3 separate regions of the Mus musculus genome follow, and all the other regions are linked to region 1. A link is a contact called in public HiChIP or PLAC-seq and promoter capture Hi-C data. All regions are on one chromosome and are shown on one strand. Each heading gives the region's core, a stretch centred on a gene start, on an enhancer-like site or on the middle of the called end of the contact. The rest is flanking DNA. Distances are from core to core; before and after follow the strand shown.

Region 1 (4,128 bases), core at 722-3,221:
TTTTTGTGTTGTTTTGTTGTTGTTGCTTTAAAAGAAAAAAAAAAAAGAAGGAGGTAGGATGAAGTTCACAATGTGGATGGAGAAATCGGAGAAATGCTTCCATGCCCAAGGCAAGAATTGACACCACAGTCATGTCTGCGTAAGCACGAGCCCCGTGCGCATCCACAGAGACCCAGCCACCACTGACACACTCTTCTTCCCTGTCTCACATCACCACCACGCACACACTTCATGGCATGGCTGCCTGCTCAGTCGTTTCCGGTACTTCCCAGGGGGTCAATTTGTATAATTTTTAAAATCCTCCCCAAATCTCAACTTCCTGTGGTTCTGTTTTTATTTCCAGATTTCCTTCCTTCCCGTGGTCTGTTCATTCTCTCTCTCTCTCTCTCTCTCTCTCTCTCTCTCTCTCTCTCTCTCTCTCTCTCTCTCCCCACACCCCCCACCATAGGGTGAGTCCAGGCTTCCTCCCTCCCATCTAAACACTGTTAGTTGGCTCTACTGCAAGATGTAAAACCAGAGACTTCAGAGACAGCATGGCTGCCAATCCAGGCTCTCTCTCCGTCACTTGTTTGTCATCCCTGCTACAGACACATGCACAGGACTGTACACTGTGTATTCTCTGGTTGGTGGACCCCTGTGGCCACCCCCCCAAAACAACCCTGCACAACTTCATTCTCTCCTGAGAAACAGATGCCACACAGAGAAGGACAACACAAAACTGGAAAAGCTCTTGAGAGTCAGAAAAGTGACTTCCGTGCCCCTGGGGACTTCCAGACAACCCCCCTGGGGTGGGGGGAGGACGCTGCCCTCCCCCCATCCCAGGAACTGGCCACACACTCCCCAGGGCTGCAGAGAAGCAGCCAAGGCAGAGAGAGAGAAGGGTTAAACCAAGCCCAGACTCCAGCAATCTGTGTTCAATTTTGATAAAAATCTCTCTTGCTCTCCCCTACCGCCCCCTCCCTCTGCCCACAGCTCAAACAAGTCTCTTTATGTTACCAGTATACATTTTGTTTTGGGTGTTGCAGCCCGTGTCCCTCCCAGAGAACCTGAAGTTAGCCCACTATGGGCACATGGGGCAGAAACATCCAACCCTGCTCCTGACACAGAGCTGGACACAGGACTATAGCAGCCAGCAGCACTATCATCTCCTCCTCCTCTCCTCCCTTCTCCTCCATCATATTCCTCCTGCCCTCCCTTCTCCTCCTCCTCCTTCTCTCCCACCCTGTTACCTGTGGCCACACTAAATCCTTTCTGCGTTGTTAGAATCCCAGTGCATCGAAGGTTAGACCCCAACATAGCAAGAGTTTGGACTGTCCCACAGGTGCCAAGGGCCACAGCCTGGGGATTCTCTCTCCCTGATCTCCCTGATGCTTCTCGGCATGCCCAAGGTCCCGCTATCTGAAGAACAAGAGCCACTCCACTAGGCTGCCCATCCTCCTTGTTAAGGCCCTGCCTACAAGTGGGAGCTGTCGGCTTGGAAAGACTTCAGTCCACCTAACAGAACGCACACACCGAAATGGGCAAAGTAGCCACCGAAGAAGTTGTCAGCATCTGGGAGCGGGGTGCTATCTATGTCGTTTCGCTCAAGCCATCAGGAGTCTAATTGCAAAGCCGCTAAAAAGTTTTCCAAAGTTTTCCGAAGCCGTGTACAGTGAGTGGCCCGATGCACACACTCCTCACTCCACCCCCTCTGCACGCACACACAGCCCACTCCAGGATCGGAGTCTCTGCAAACATTTTCCAGAACAAAACAGGCAGCTGCTGGAGGGGCTGCCTTTCCGACGCCAACGCAACAGGGAAAAGTAAAGCGGCAGAAAAGTGTCCTGATGTCTCCCCGCGCCTAAGTCTCCAGTGCTGCACCTACCCTGAGGCCCGCATGGCACGGTGAGGCTGCTGCTGTCCCGGCTTCCCGCAGGCACCGCGCTCCGCTTGCTCAGCTCAGTCCTTGGCTGCTCAGGACTCCGGAGAAAGCAGGCTGTTCCCTCCCGGCCGGCCTCGCGCCGCCGCCCGCCCCGCTCTGACGTCAGGCGTCTTGGAGCTAGGGATATTTATGGCTAGGAGAGACTCTGGCTTTTTCCCCTAGGTGCTGATCCGATGGCAGCAACTTGGGAGTTGATTTGCAGTTTTCACGCTGGGAACTGACTGGGACAGAGACAGCCACCGGTACACAGCAGGACCAGCAGGACTGGGGCCCGCTCTTTCTCACTTTGGCATCCAGCCCTTCTTGGGGGCTGCCTCTTTTTGGAAGCATATCAGGGTCAAAGAGGCTAAAAGTGGCCATCTAAGCAGAAGCCTCCCCTCCTCTGGCCAACTAGCAGAGGACCATGTGGGGAGCCAACTATCAGGCTGGAAAGCAGGGTGCCTTCGCTGGTCAGTGTATGCCTGGAAGGTGTTGGCAAGAGAGATAAGCCAGCAGCACAGAGCAACCACTAATTAGAAGGCTTGCACCACACCCTAACAACTTTTCCACTTCTTCTTTGGGAATTCATAGGGTTTTTTATAAAATTTATTTTTATTAAATTATGTTCCACACTCCTTGCCTCTTTGTATGCTTTTTCCAACTCAGAGCTGGCCAGTTCATCCGACCCTATTGCTTATACACGTAGTTCACGCCATATACAATAGCTTATTCATCCTCCAAAAGCTTGCATTTAGTGTTTTAAAATGTGGGGTTGTGGGTCTCGTTGGCCAAACCGGAAATGGTGTCAGTTAAGAGCAGCTGTCTCTATAACCCACAGTACCTTGCATGCCTATTTATTGTGTACCCTGCCCACACCCAGATGTCCCCCTTTCCAACTATTTATTGTCAATATTGGCAGCCACGTAGCAAGTCCTACATAAAAGCAATCTATTATTGTTATTATTGTTAAGAGAGGGGGAGTGGAAAATTATTTAGGTGTAGGAGACATATGGTTGACTTATTTACTGACCATCTGCAGTGAACCATCTCCTTTCTGAATTATCCCACAAGCAAACTTTATTGTGCCATCATAAAGAAACATGGGATGGGTTGAGCAAAACAGGAAAGGAAACCGAAGGAAAGGGAATGGTCTCATTAGCACCGGCCCCCTGAAGCAGTTGGGAGTGTGTGTCTGCAAGACACAAACCACTGAGAGACATCTCTCCAGACAAAATGAGGAGCGGGATACATTGAAAGATGGGCAGATCTGAGAGCTGACTGGCAAGGTTCTTCAACTGGTCAAGGTACTGGTGGACAAGCCTGAAGACCTCAGCTGATTCCCAGAGCCTGCCTACATGGTGGAAAGAGAGAGACATAACTGCTGCTCGATGTCTTCTGACCTCCACAGGCATGTGGTGGCACATTCTACAAGTTCATAAACACACACACACACACATACACACACACACAACCAAACAACCAATCTAGCATATAGGAAAAAAAATAAATTTCTCACACACAAAAAATAAACAGACAAAATAAAAAAAAACCCTTAAACTTATTTAAATAAAATTTAAAGACAATTTTTGAAAACTTTTAAAAAAATCAAAAGGGAAAGAAGAGGTGAGGCAGAGCTGGGATGGGAAAAAAAATAAGAAAAGCTCAAATCAGAAGAAATTGGTGCTGAGATTTTTGTTTTTTTTTTTTTTTTTTTTTTTTAGGCCAGTGAGTCCCAAAGGGTTTTGTGAAATGGGATGGCACCCCATACCAATCCTAGCGCACCAAGTCCCAATAGGAGTCCGCCATCTTGAAGAGCTCCCATCTCCTAGGACTGTCTCCTGAGCATCACTGAGTCACTGAGCCTCTAAAGTGCACTCACTGGGAGGCTTTCTCTTCCCAGAGCAGGCAGCTCAGAGCACCACAAACTTCCAAAGAGCGTGGATCAGGGTGGGGAACAGGCTTCTCAAACCCTTCTCCTCACTCCCTCAAGGGGCCGGGCAGACTTCCCAGCAGCACTCGGGAGAAGAACATGTGATATAAGTGTGGAAGACGATGATGGAGAGAACTCAGACTGTGGAGGCCACGCTGGAGGGCCCAGCCCACTTCTCACTGCTTCAGTTAACTGTGGCAAGGGATGATCTCAGGCCATGTTCCTGAAGATCAATGTCACCTGCCAAATAGCCGGACTGCAGCACTCAGCTATCTGCTCAAGTATTATTCTGGATCTT
Region 2 (4,128 bases), core at 733-3,232, 130 kb after region 1:
AAGCACTTTCCATGCAAGTGAAGGCTGGGATTCCTTCCCAAGTGCTGACGTAGAAGCCTGGCAGGTATGAAGGCCACCCGTGATCCCAGCTCTCAGGAGGTGGAGAAGGGATGCCCAGAGCAAGCTGTCTACCTTCCATAGCTGGAACTGGGAAACTGATGAGCAGGGCTTAGTAAGAAATACTGCTGCAGTAAACGAAGTGGAGAGCAGTGGAGGAAAGCACTTGACATTGGCTTTGGTTCTCCACACATTCCCTCATGAACACTGACGTGAAATCTCTCCATAAAATACTTGCAAACCGAAAATGTCGTCAGCCATGATCAAGTAGGCTTCATCGCAAAGATGCAGGGGTGGTTCAATGTATGGAAATACATCAACAAAGTCCACCATATAAATAAACTGAAAGAAACACACACACACACACACACACACACCTGTACAAAACCAGAACTAACGGAGATACCCCCATCCCTGATCTCAAGCTATCCGAGAGAGCTATAGTAGTAAAACCCACATGGTATTAGCATAAGAACAGGTTGATCAGTAGTAGAGAATGGAAGACCCAGAAGTAAACCCACTCACCAGTGGACAATTTTATTAGTTGATTCCATACAGAATTTTAGGCCATTTTGAAAAGTTCTAAGGAAAGCCTTTGTGAAATGTACCTGCCATTTTCCACCTCACAAACACCCAAGTCTTTCCTATTGCCCACTGGGGGATTTATCTACTAATGACCCCCTAAAGGCCTTAAACCCAAAGCAGCCCAATCCTAGTGTGTCCCTGAATCAATATTGCCTAGTGTGTTCATTTCTCCCATGTTTGCTTCTTTTTTTTTTCTTTGATAAAACTAGTGGTCATAGCCTTGCCATTCAATGCACTTTATATACATCTTTAAGAATAACATTTATTATTTATTTATTTATTCATTCATTTATGCTTCATTCATTTATGCTTATGCATTTGTACATATGTGTGCACATGCCAAAACACACATGTGAAAGCCAGAAGACAGCATGTGCGTTCTGGGAATCAAACTCATGTCACAAGTGTTAGCAGCAAGCTCCCTTAGCCACCCACACATTGTTATCACCTACCCATGCAGAATTTCCAGCACTGACTTTATTGGGGGAGACAGGTTGAACGGGCTCTGTGTCCTGCGGAAGCCCACACAGCTTAGTGAGTGGATGCCAGGCTCTGCCCTGTCCTTCTGATTCAGCAGCTCATGTCCCTTCGTACCACAGTCATCACATTGACATCTGTCAGCTATTTCAAGCATGGATGTACTTCTGAATTATCTCAGAAGTATTCCAAGTATTTAGCACTTTCGTTTATCTCTTGAATTCAATGAAAGCAACCACTCATACATAAAACTATAAATGCAGATTGCCAGCTCCTGAAAATTCCTTATTATTCAGCCTGCTGACACGCCTGTCTTGGATCACGAGCTAACTGTCAAGATGTAATTTGTCAGCACAGAACGAGCTTTCCATGATAAAAAGAACACACTAATCATTTCTTTAAAAGAGAGAGGCGGAGGGAAGGGAAGAGAGAGAGAGACAGAGAGAGAGAGAGAGAGGGAGAGAGAGAGAGAGAGAGAGAGAGAGAGAGAGAGAGAGAGAGAGAGAGAGAGAGAGAGAAGGAGAGTTTTCCTTTGCACAGACAACTCTAGAGGTTGTCATGGAAACCAGAAAACATTTGCAAAACAAAGTCCAGATATGTAGGACACAAGGTGGAGTACGCTTTTCTTTGGTATTCAGCCTTTTACAGAAAAGTTGTTAAAGCCATTTCTTTATTCAGAAGTATTAAGTTCTGCAATCCTACCACTATTTTGAATAATACTTGATTATGTCCCGTAGGTAATTTTTTTCCCAAGTGAGTGTGAATGTTGCACGTACTGAACCACGAGTTACCACACCCCGAGGACCCACTCATAGCTGGTGTGACTTGATACCTCCTGACTCTCCTTGTTGAGCTGTTCCCGTCAACTAGTCCAGTGTATTTGGAGAAGGCATGCTGTATGTTCTCGTCAGACCACCTCCGCCCCTGCTAAGTCTATTGGTGTTTTCCTGGACGGGCCCCACCCCTGTTCTCCAGCACCCTCTGCTCACACAAGGCAGAGGGTCACTCTGGACCACAGCATCCCGCAGCACTTACAAGCTGCAGTCTGAGGCTTAGTGGACTTGAAATAGCTTCACTGAGGTGGGCAGGAGTTTGCACCTGGTGGCTAAAAAGAGTCAGAAGAGTTATGTGAGCAGGCCTATGCTGGCTCTGCCCGTCATACCCCAGCATTCCCAAGGTCTGCCAGCTGGAGGGAAAACAAGAAAAGCCTGTTGCAATTTGTGTTTTCCATGTTTTATAATTTTTTAAATTCTTTTTTTTTTATTTGCACAGAACATTTTTATTTACTTTGGGTGTATGTGTGTAGGTGTGGTATGTTGTCTGTGGAAGTCAGAGGACAACTAACAAAGATTATTTCTCTCCTTCCATTGTGTGGGTCCCGGAGACTCAACTCTCCTCCTTGAGCTTGGTGGCAAGCTCCTTTTCTCTTTGAGCTATCATATCTACCCAATCCTTGCTGTCACTAAGCTCTGAACATCCTTCAACCTTGGTACTTTCTTCCGTTTTTCTCTTGGAGTATTCTGGTATGTCTGGCTGACATGCTGACACCATATCTTGTTTACAGAGCCCATATCCATGGAAACTAGAAACACAGCCTGCTCTATAGTAGTCAGTCAGTTTTAAACAATTGAACTAGTAAGATGGCTCAGTGGTTAAGAGCACTGCCCGCTCTTCCAGAGGTCCTGAGTTCAATTTCCAGCACCCAAATGGTGACCCACGGCCATGTTATACAGAGAGACTTTGTCTCTGGAAAACAAACACAGAAACAAAAATCAAACAAAAAATTATTAAAGGAATCAGTACTGATGAAATAACAGTCATATATTAAGCAAAAACATTCTTATTTTATATATGTCTTTTAGTTCTTTTTTTGTTCTTGTATTTGCAAATCAATCTTTATTTCATGTGTTTTGTATGTTGTACCTTATTCTGAGATGAGTATTGCTATAACTAGGCAATGTTTTATTGTTTTGTATTGTTGGTCTTTGGGGCTGGAAGGACAGTTCAATGATTAAGAGAACTTGCTGAACTTTAAGAGGAGCCCAGTTCAGATTTCAGTGTTCATGTCAGGCGTCTCAGAACTGTCTCTAACTCCAACTGCAGTAAACCCAGTACCTTCTTATGGGCTCCAAAGATATCTACATTAATTTGCATAGACAAGCCTATACACATACATACACACACACACACACACACAGAGAGAGAAAGAGAGAGAGAGAGAGAGAGAGAGAGAGAGAGAGAGAGAGAGAGAGAGAGAGAGAGAGACAGAAACAGACAGGCGGGCAGAAGTTTTAAGAATAAATGTTTTAAAATAAATAAATTTGATCTCCAGTTAACAGGTTGTCTCCATTTAAGCCTAGGATACAAGCAGGACTGGCCATCAGGAACTTAGAACAGTTCTTTGTATTTATTATAAACTTATAGATTATAATTACACTTACTTGCAGAGTGCCTCGTGGGTACAGTAATTATTTTATATATCTAATAATTAGAGCGATGAACTCAACCCAAGTACTGAATCTGTCACTTGTAGCTCTTTGTGTGGGATGTGTGCCCAGCTTGCTTTCGGGCACAGTAGCTGATGCTCTGACATGGGGGAGTGGGGGTGGAAAGTGCCACCCTCAGGTCACAGCACCAGCCACCCTCAGTGATGTCACCATTGTTTTCTGAATATGGGTCTCTGATGAGCTATGAGAGTTGGTCACTCGTGAATGCACTCACTATCAACCTCCACAGCAGCCACCTCCCTATGCCTTATGCCCTCCTTCTTCACAGCATGCAGGTCCCCAGAGCTTGTCCTCGGAGGGGGCCTTTTTGGGACTTACAGCCCATCCGCATGCTTCTTGACCTCACAAGTAAGCACTTTCTCTCTTGGAGAGAAGCTTAATGCTCTGGGGGTTGGCATTATTGTGTTGAGTGTAAACAAGCTGTACTCAGAAACAGCTATGCCTGCTGGTGAACACACACATTCACACAGAATTCAACCCTATTTTAAATCTGTGAGCTCCA
Region 3 (4,128 bases), core at 797-3,296, 79 kb after region 1:
TTTGCCTTTCATTTACCTCTTTGTTTTACGCTGTTTCCTTACATGCCTGAAAATTTAATTATGCGAGTAAAGAAAGCTCAGTTAGGGAGAATCCGAAAGTGGATTTGAAGAGGAGCGCTTCTGGGCATGCTCACAGGCTTTCTGCCGGGCATGGTGGAAGAGCCTGGGTCTGCCATTTCCTATTCTGTGCTAATGTGATGCGCTGTAGGACTTTGTATTGTTTCATCTTGTTGCTGGATGTGGTTCCTTCTTGTAGCTTTAAAAACATTCCGAGTCGGTTACCTCGCATATCAGTGTTACTTTGTGGCATGGAGTTGTCTGCCTATGGGGTGCGCATATTCTCTGGATTCGCCCACAATTGCTTGGTAAAAGTACTGAGCAGGAGCCACTGGTCTTTGAAAGCATCGTACAGCGTCAGCGTGTCCATCACTGCTGTTGAGATGCCCCGATGGCATCTCAGCACTCTGTCCCTGGGGCTTTCCCCCAGCGAACTTGCAAGCTCAATCCGATTCAGTTTAGGCATCTCGTCTTCTGAAGAAAGTATGTGTCCCGAGTTCCATGTGAACCACACCAGGGGAGTGAATGCGGAGGAGCCAGCGCTCTCTCTCTCTCTTTGCGCTTCTAGCATCTCAGTCGAAGAAATGTTCAGGTGAGCCACAAGCCAGCCACTTGGCACTCTCTTTCCTGTGTTTGCTAGGGCTGGCTTCTCCTTGACCAGAGAACGTTCAGGACCTCCTCTCTGGTTGTTTTCCTGCTGAACGCAAAACTTGACTTTCTACAGTTCAGAAGTGCATAGAGTCCATACATGGCTTGATTTCTCTATCACCTTTCTGTGTCATTAATCATTAATAAGTTCCTGGTAGTTTGCATTCCTAAAATTTCAGAGTTTCTTTGTGACCGAGTGCTGGAGAGACTGGGCGTGGTTACTTCAGGTTTCCTTGCTCTAACAGTTTTACCTGTAATTACAATGTTCCTCGGAATTCTCTCTTTCAAAGGGAAGCAGTGCAGGATCTAGTGTCAGTGGGAGCCTTTCTGGCCTGATCCTTTTTCTGCTGACCATCTTGGTCAGGGTCCCTGACCTGCTCCAAGATCCTGTCTCACTTTTCTCTAACTGGGTCTTTGAACCTGTATTATACAAAGTAATGATGTGACCGGCTTCACAGAGGCGCTTGGTCTGGGTGAGCTTTGCATTCAGGCTGCTGATTTTTTCCCCCTTTGGAATGCCAGCTACCAGCTTTATCAGGAAGGCTTGTTGCTTTCTGTGTGACACATTTCCCGGCTCCCCCGCCCCCGCTGGTGCCACGTTCACTGCGTGTTCCATGTCCAGTGCTTGCCTTCACCTTTTCCCATGTAGGAATAGGATGAACCCCTATTTACTATATACTACCCGTTCCCCTAATATTAACATTAGTTCTGCTCTTTCCAAATGATGGTTTAAGACTTGGGTAAGCTTTTAAATCAATTATCCTCTCATGCTCCTGACTTGTAAATGTGTGTGTGTGTGTGTGTGTGTGTGTGTGTGTGTGTGTGTGTGTGTGTTGGCCTATGTATGGCATAGAGCTCCTGCACAGGTCAGGAGTCACTCCCTTCCTCCTGCCTTGCTTTGAGGCAGGGTCTCTCTGATTGTTTTGGATGCTATGCTGTGTAAGTCAGGGTTTGCTTTCACTTGTGTGTGGGACCATTGCCCATGGTGTCTGCTGTGAGTCTTTAGCATGTGAGCCCTCTGTTGTGAGTATTCAGCATGTAAGCCCTCAGTATAGCCCACTCAGAGCACACCCAGGGACCTTACAATGGATCTTACAATCTTCCCTTCCTCCACGCTTTCTCGGTGTTTAATCTGTGCCCCGTGCTTTTGTCTTTATGCATTGATGTCCTACAGCAATTAGCACGAAGCTCAGTATGTGACAGAAACACATCGCACATGGAATGGAAAAATCAAATTAGCGACTTCGTAGATTAAAACACGCCCGTGATTGCAGTTGGCACTTCCCCAAACTGCCTGACTAGATGTGAATTTCAGGTTTGAACTAGGCGGCAACCACAGCACCCTCATGTGGTTGGTTTGGGGAGGGCCAGAGGCAGACAGTAAGAGCTGAGTGGGGTCTGTGAGCCAGCCATACCCAGGTACTTGACTTAAGTGGTGCAATCCCAATTGACGTTCTGGTAAGGGGTAACCATACCATCAAATGATTACTCTAGAGATGTAGAGAATGTCTGCTAGGATATTCCTCAAACACTCTCTGGGTCCAGGGCTTCTGTTTTCTCTTTCTCAGAAGACTCGTAAAATCGTGACACATGGTCATGTTGTGAGGCAGAGCCCTATGATCTCCTCAGAGGTCTCCAATGAGTGACAACTTGTTTGTCTATTTCACTAGAGGTTGTGGGTAGGTTTCCCCACTAAAGAACCCTCTCCAGGAGAGCCCCAGAAGAGCAAGTAATCCCTACTCCTGCCTAGCCTGCTCAGAGAGGCAAACAACATGTGTGCGCCACCCTTGGTTTATATCTACAAGTCTAAGCATGCTGAAGGTCCAGGTACCAAGATCCAAACTGGACCACGCCTGCTGACCTTGGACATGACTGGGCTGCACCAACACCTTCAAGCGCCAAGCTGTGCCATCCAAGGTGCCATCATGCCTCTGACACCTCACAAAGATTAGACACACACGCTATTCCCAGCAGCAGTGCCTTCTGGCATCTTGTTTGAGAGAGGCGGGGAAAGTAGTCTGTGGTCAGAGGTTAGCTAAGCTGTAGAAGGATTTCCAGAGCCTGTTGTTGAAGCTAGAATTTTTTTTAAAGTAGCTGGGCATAAGGGGGAGAAGGAACAACTTCAGAGGTAAATATGAGAGGTAAAAATTATGTCAGAGTAAAGGAAGTGGTTGACAAACTCAACGATGTATGACACAGAAACATAAGGGTGGGTGAGCTGCTGTATTCCCAGGAGAGCCTGTCCACCCTGGCTGGGCACATCCACATGTGTGTGCTCCATTTAACATGCAGGGGTGATGCTTAACATCTGCATTCAAAGAGTAAGGGAACGACTTCTGCCCTCTTCTCAGAGCCAGGGAGGAGGCAGGGAACCACAGGAGTAGATTTGTGTCTGCAGAAGTAAATGCTTTGTGAAGTCATTAAGAAGTGACCTTGGCGTCATTTAGCGAGGGCTGTTCTGTTAAGTTTTTTCATCTGTTTGTTTGTCCTGGAGCGGGCTTTTCCACCTTATAATATCAAAGCGTTCCTGGTAAGAAATATTAAGATAATACATTTTAGCCTCTATCTCGAAGATCAAATGTCTGCATAAGTGTTAAGTGAAAATGAAAAGGTGAATAATTTGTTTTTAAAGTGAATTGATTCAAGTTAACTTTTTAGCCATTAAGGAAAATTAAAAAAAAAAAAAAAAGAAATTGCTCAGAGTTTAGCCTCTGAGTAAAGGTCTCAATGATGTTTCCGATGTGGGCTTCTCTCCAGGCCACTTTCAAACTAGTAGATTTCATTTTCCATTACTGAGCAGAGACTTGAACACTATACAGCCACAGAGACACTACTCTACTACTTTGAATCTAAGCTTGAATATTGCTTACAATTATAATGGAAGAGGGTTCCCCAGTTACCTTTGTGTGTTTTTTTTTTTTTTTTTTTTTTTTTTTTTTATTGGAGAGAGTCAGAGGAAAATTATTTTGGAGGAGAGACTGTAGAGACGCAGTCAGGGAACATAGCCAGGAAATGTGTGTCTCTGAGCACAGGGAACCAATGACCATTTAAGCTGGACAGAAGCACTGTGGCTGCTTGATGAGGGGATACCTTCTCATCTGAGAAGGGCTCAAGCAAAGGCTGACCAGCCTTCCACTGGGGGATGCTGGTGAGTGGCAGGTCTCTGTTGCTCATAAGATGTTCAGGATGGAAGAATCTGCAGCAAAGGCTGGGGGTGGTCTAGATCAATATATATATATATGTATGTATATATATATATATATATATATATATATATATACATACATATATATATATATTACTGCATCTAGTCAGTGCCCAACCTCACCTTATGTGCATTCTGCTCATGAAGAGAGAACCATTAAAAGAAATGTCTCATTGCCCTATGTAAGAACAGTCCTGCATTTTAACCTCTGTTACCAT

What was found. Promoter capture Hi-C pulls out the DNA fragments that hold promoters and counts their contacts. HiChIP or PLAC-seq counts read pairs in DNA pulled down with a chosen protein or histone mark.
Region 2: a contact with region 1 is called in a promoter capture Hi-C map of maxillary cranial neural crest, with 2.1 times the contacts expected there. The contact joins the enhancer-like site here to the promoter of Daam2 in region 1. A contact is called at or near these places in 3 of 39 promoter capture datasets (the 3T3-L1 cell line, cranial neural crest and maxillary cranial neural crest), 1 of 484 Hi-C or Micro-C datasets (the N1E-115 cell line) and 1 of 115 datasets of contacts at active chromatin or transcription factors (fibro-adipogenic progenitors).
Region 3: an H3K27ac HiChIP or PLAC-seq map of heart atrium shows a contact between it and region 1, with 2.0 times the contacts expected there. The contact joins the enhancer-like site here to the promoter of Daam2 in region 1. A contact is called at or near these places in 5 of 39 promoter capture datasets (the 3T3-L1 cell line, 3T3-L1-derived adipocytes, cranial neural crest and 2 more), 2 of 484 Hi-C or Micro-C datasets (the HL-1 cell line and adipose-derived mesenchymal stem cells) and 3 of 115 datasets of contacts at active chromatin or transcription factors (embryonic stem cells, heart atrium and neural progenitor cells).

What each region holds. Positions count from the first base shown.
Region 1 is chr17:49,562,339-49,566,466 of GRCm38.p6, forward strand. Daam2 (dishevelled associated activator of morphogenesis 2) reads right to left here and starts at 1,972. Exons shown (of 25, transcript NM_001379372.1): 1 at 1,865-1,972.
Region 2 is chr17:49,689,614-49,693,741 of GRCm38.p6, forward strand. All of the region lies in intron 6 of Kif6 (kinesin family member 6), which reads left to right. Among named protein-coding and RNA genes, the nearest start is that of Kif6, 77 kb to the left of the region's middle. RefSeq lists an enhancer at 1,168-2,335. Within about 2 kb of position 1,983, at least 57 of the 459 cell types and tissues checked have an H3K27ac peak or open chromatin away from gene starts, as enhancers often do. A contact at or near this core is called in fibro-adipogenic progenitors, where this site is marked.
Region 3 is chr17:49,641,270-49,645,397 of GRCm38.p6, forward strand. The region is part of intron 3 of Kif6 (kinesin family member 6); the gene reads left to right. Among named protein-coding and RNA genes, the nearest start is that of Kif6, 28 kb to the left of the region's middle. Within about 2 kb of position 2,047, at least 8 of the 459 cell types and tissues checked have an H3K27ac peak or open chromatin away from gene starts, as enhancers often do. A contact at or near this core is called in heart atrium, where this site is marked.